Regions from separate parts of the Mus musculus genome. Here region 1 is linked to region 2. A link is a contact called in public HiChIP or PLAC-seq data. All regions are on one chromosome and are shown on one strand. The core of a region is the stretch at or near the end of the contact, and the rest is flanking DNA. Distances in the headings are between cores, read along the strand shown.

Evidence for each region. HiChIP or PLAC-seq counts read pairs in DNA pulled down with a chosen protein or histone mark.
Region 1: a contact with region 2 is called in a CTCF HiChIP or PLAC-seq map of the NIH/3T3 cell line, with 14 read pairs. The contact joins two enhancer-like sites. A contact is called at or near these places in 1 of 15 datasets of contacts at CTCF or cohesin (the NIH/3T3 cell line) and 1 of 484 Hi-C or Micro-C datasets (liver).

Annotation. Positions count from the first base shown.
Region 1 is chr13:31,517,102-31,519,801 of GRCm38.p6, forward strand. No RefSeq gene overlaps it. Among named protein-coding and RNA genes, the nearest start is that of Foxq1, 40 kb to the right of the region's middle. Within about 2 kb of position 1,365, at least 61 of the 459 cell types and tissues checked have an H3K27ac peak or open chromatin away from gene starts, as enhancers often do. A contact at or near this core is called in the NIH/3T3 cell line, where this site is marked.
Region 2 is chr13:31,165,191-31,167,890 of GRCm38.p6, forward strand. No RefSeq gene overlaps it. Among named protein-coding and RNA genes, the nearest start is that of 4930401O12Rik, 75 kb to the right of the region's middle. Within about 2 kb of position 1,336, at least 21 of the 459 cell types and tissues checked have an H3K27ac peak or open chromatin away from gene starts, as enhancers often do. A contact at or near this core is called in the NIH/3T3 cell line, where this site is marked.

The DNA of each region.
Region 1 (2,700 bases), core at 115-2,614, 350 kb after region 2:
AAGGAGTTCAAAAATGAGAGGCCTGGGAAACCCTGCTTGAGGGGGAGAAAGTGGTTGAACTTGGTAGTTGTCAACATTCCCAAGTTTATATCACAGAGCCTATCCATCTAATACTTGTGAGCTGCCTGCCTGGAGCTCTGTTCTTGAGTGAGTGCAATTCCAGCCTCTCTCTGAGGTAGGGAGATCAGAGACAGGGAGGCAAATAAATGAGAGCCTGAAGAGGCCTCCATTCTACAAAATTTTACAAAAACCACAAGAGTAATTTTTCTTATATAAAACTCAAGTTGAGTGGCGGACATGACGGTACATGCCTGTAATTCCAGCACCTGGGAATGAAGCAGAAGAATCTCAGATTGGAGGCCATCCTGGTTTACGTAAGGAGATCCCGTCTTTAAAGGGGGAAAGGAAAAAAAAAAAAGAGCTAAAATAAACTGCATTAGATGCCACTTTCATTCTTGGTATACAAAAGAAAAATAAGAAATGAGGAAGCTCTGACCCAGGCTACAACATGGATAAACTTTGAGGAAAGTTTGCTAAGTGACCTAAGCCAGTCACAAAAATGACAAATTCTGCATGATTAGACCTTGGTGACGTACCTGAAACTACCAAATGCATGGACAGAAAGCAGAATGTGGTGGTCAGGGACTGGGCTTGGGGGAGGGTTCTAGTGCTCAGTGAGCTCAGAGTTTCAGTGCACAGGATGGAGAAGTGAGGTTCACAATCAAGTACACATATTGAATTCCACTCCACTGAACTTTGTGCTTTCAAATTGTTAAGTAGCAAGTGTCGTGTTCTATGGCTGACGGGCCTCACTACCTGAGTTGGATCCCTAGAACCTACATGGTAGAAAGAGAGCAACAAATCCCAGAAGTTGTCCTTTGAACTCCATACATGTGTCATGGCACACACGAGTGGGCACACACACACACACACACACTCACCCACATTAATTTAATCGATTTATTTTAACAAGTTAGAAATTTCACTATGACAGTGAAATTGCAATCTCTGACCAAGGAATAAAGATTACCAACTCAAGGTCAGCCTGAGCTATGCAATGAGATTCTATCCAGAAATTTAAAAAAAAAAAAAAAGCAAACAAATAATTTTAAAAAAATGTTCTATCAGCTGTTATTTTCTAATTTTTTAAGAATGTCATGGATACTTCTTAGACACTGTAACCTCAAAGTCACAAAACATGTCCTTCCTATCCTGGCCTCTCAGTCACCATAAATATCCACTGGAGTCTAAGGTGCTTCGTAAGATGCTAGGCTTTGCCTGAAGCAGTGGCTTCTCTTCTCTCCGGCATTTAGTTCTGTTAGGTAAGGCTGCCAGGAGGCAGCTCAGAAAACTCGGCATACAACCGACTCCAACAGCCCTCGGCTGGGCCCTGGCCAGACATTTGGCAAAGGTTCCCCTCGACTGGCATGCTTGCACAATCCGTTCTACAAAATGTTTTCTTAAAGGATCTCTGCCCATAAATGCAACACAAACAACCTGCCCGTGAGTCACAGGACTTGAACACACGCTAAGTCCATGTAATAATCTTTATGTAGTTTGTTTCTTAGTCATTGTCTGGCCCATTAGGCAAATATGCACGGTGCGTTTCTTTGAAAATAATCAGAGCCTCCATAGAAACTATTGGCTGTAAATAGACCAAGCAATAAAGAGTTCCACAGTGAGTTTAACTAAAGGAATTTTTAAAAGATAAGAGCAGGGTTGCCGTCCCAGGGAATCAAGGAGCTCCCCAAGTGTAACTGATCATCATTCAGTGCCTTTTATGACTTAGCCAAGCACTTGAGACAAACACTGAAGTCTCTGGCTGAGGTCAGCTTTGCTTAGAACAAAAGGCCATAATGCCTAGTGGGAAGAACACAGAGTCCAGCTTTCTAGTTTTTGTTTGGTTGGTTTTGTTTGTTTGGTTTTTGTTTTTGTTTGTGACCCCTGAATCTACTTTCCTCTTTCCTCACTTTCAGTGCAGTGTTCGAGGACTTACGGTAAAATGGAAAACTCGGTGCCTTTCTGTAAAATGAACTTTGTGTTAGTTAGATGAGTTTGCGCAACTCTCAGCTAATGTAAACATTTGAGGTTGGCAGGCTAAGCGGTGATATTATACGCCGTAGCTATCTGTGGGAGTTGTAAATGACTTCAGCTTTTGATATTTTCGACTTACTAAGGTTTCTTTAAGTTGTAGCATCAGTTGATAAAAGAAAAAGAGAGCCGGCCATGGTGGCATATGCTTGCAACTTAATAACTATACTCTACTCTCTGCACTGGGGAGGCTGAGGCAGGAGGATATAGATTTTTAAAGTTAGCCTGAGCTAAACAGTCAGACCCTGTCTCGGAAAAATGAACATTTTAGAAAGAGAGAATTTTAGTATAATTTAATTGAAAAATTCAATAACTAGGGGGAGACAGAAACTGTCACCTACACAAAATATTCATACTCACCTTTCACACACACATATGCTCACATACTCATGAACACCACATCACTCATAGACATAGTCTCATGTACACTCATACATTCCTCACAAAAAGACACATACATTTATACACTCGCACACTACACAGATTCACACTCCCATGAATACATGATTTCCCACACACATCACATTAATACACACACACACACACACACACACACACACACACGCGCGCGCGCGCGTCTCAGGGCAGGGCAGAAAGCAGACATCAACA
Region 2 (2,700 bases), core at 86-2,585:
TTTTGTTAAGATTACTCTAGAAGACTGTCCCATGTAGATTTTCACAGTTGCAAAAATAGCATGTACTTTTTTTTTAAAGATTGATTTATTATTATACATAAGTACATTGTAGCTGTCTTCAGACCCACCAGAAGAGGGAGTCAGATCCCATTACAGGTGGTTTTGAGCTACCATATGGTTGCTGGGATTTGAACTCAGGACCTTTGGAAGAGCAGTCAGTGCTGTTACCCGCTGAGCCATCTCACCAGCCCACATGTACTTTTCCCTGTAATACCTTTACATTTTGAGTCCGTAGCTCCAATCAAGAACTATTTCAACTACCAATTGACTCTGTGGGCTGCTCTAATCAATAAAATGTTATTTGTGTGCCAATTCCAGTCTGAGCTATAAGAATGGTTTTCTTGCTCCCTTCGAGACCACCCCTGTAGGATAGGACAGGATAACTCACCCACTTCCCGCCTTAGTATGCACTTGACCCAGATTCTCAGCACAGCACAGCTCCATCCAGCCCAAACTGCTAACCAAATGCTTGTTGGAAGCCACAAACCTCTCATGACTTGTTCTTGTTATGCGCCCTGTGGATCTGATTTACTCAGTGAAGCAGGTGGGAGTCAAGTGGTGGCTGACAGGCCAGCTTGCACAGCTTGGCTTTGTGTTAACTGTGGATATCGAAAGCTCACGGCCCAACTGGCAGGTCAGGAAGTGGATACTGGGATATTCAAGATAAAACATTAAGAAATATTTACCTATGACTTTGCTTATTTTGAGCTCCTTTTTCATGATTTGACAGAAGATGGTTTGCTTCTTCTCCATACCTCTCCAAGCAGATGTGTCCTGTGACATCACCAGGAAGTGCTCTGCCAGGGCTGTGCTGGGACTACTTGTGTTCTGCCCACCTTGATCTTTCTGGGGCTGCCATGAAGAGCTTACATGGAGGAGAACATTCGTTATCCATGTGACCCTCTGAACTCTCATTTAGGAGGCTTGGGAGACTTCAGCCCACTAAAAAAGCAAGAACCAGTATCTCGGGCTCTGTGCTATTTGAAGACCATACCTTGGCTCTTACTGTCTGAGAGCACATGCTTTTTTTTGCATCAAGGCCAAACCACATCCCTTTCTGGGATGAATTTACAAACAGGCTCAGTAGAGGTTCTGATTTGTTGGAATGTGGCCAGAGAGTCCATTCCTTAGTTGGCTTCTGTGTTGTTTTCCTGAGACCTCTGAAGGCCTTGAGACCTCCCTCTGAGGCTGTTGCTCTCTTCTCTGGGATGCTGGAGAGGACTTCTAATGGGTACTCTGTGATGTGTAAAAAAGCCAAGCTGCGGGGAGGTTCTTTGTGGCAAAGGAGGCTTGCCGGCTCTGTGCCAGGTGCAATCACTGCCTCTCTCTGCTGTACAGCTATCATCTGTAAGGCATCTTGGACATTTTCTGAGACAGCAGTAAAGGAATCTGACTCAGATCATTAAAGTCCCGTGTGTGGGCGATCCGTTGGGGGGAGGGGCTGCCGCAGAGGATGTTTGACATGACTCTTGCCAGACACGGATACCCCAGACAAGCCCAGGGCAACGAATCAGATATTTCATTGTTTCAACAGTTACCAATAATCTATGCATTGTCTGCCTGCCTCCATCCATTCCTCCATCCATCCATTCTCATTTATACCTGTCACCTACCTAAAACTAAAATTAAAGGATAAACATACATGAAAACGCAAATGCACACACACACACACACAAACATGCAACATCTAACCTCCCTTTCTCTAAGTTCCCATTGTCTCAATAAAAAGGCATCAAGTATTTGTGATCCAGTCTCTAGCTTCCTGTGAGCATTCACTGGCATCATTTTATGAGGAGAGCATTGTGGTAAGACATGCAAATGTCACTGGCTTGAAAATGATAGGAAGTGAGGCCAGTAGTGACCATACTTTGTAGACAGATGCTCATTTTCCTCCTAAAGTACAGTGTCTTAATGCAGAACAGAACTTCTCTTCCTCCTTTGTATTCAAGCCTGGATACTGTCACGTGTTTGGTTAGGATCAAAAATTATCTCTTCTAGTAGAGACGATTTAATCTCAAAATGTCAAGCAACTTCAAATGTTCCTACTCAGATGTAAAGTGTGACTTGTTTTTAAAACATCTAGGAGAAACCTGGCAAGATTGTGCCTCTGCGTTTAGTAAATGTCTATTCACCAGGGGATCCCGAGCACACAAAGTGCATCCTCCCCCGTCAGCTGTTCTCACAGCCAGTGATGAGGATGTGCTTCCACACGTTGGGTCGCAGCTCTCTTCTGCTTCCATCATCTCTCACTAGGTCACAGATCTGGGTGCAGCTCATCAGTGATGGGCAGCAGCTGTGAGCATTGCTCTGCCAGTGGCCTCTCTTTGCACTGCACCCTGGCCTGTTGTCTTGTTTGTATTAGTCTCAGTCCCATTTAATTTCCCCTATGCCTTACTTACTGCTTGGGGTAGTTTGAATGAAAATGGCGCACATAAACGCATAGGGAGTGGCATTATTTGAAAGCATTAGGATGTTTGGCCTTGTTGGAGAAGGTGTGATCTTATTATAGGAAGTGTGGCACTGGGGGTGGGCTTTGAGGTTTCAGAAGCTCAAGCCAAGCTGATCTGGGTGCAGAGCTCTCAGCAACATCTTCAGCAACCATGTCAGCCTATGTGCCACCATGCTTCCCACCATGGTGAT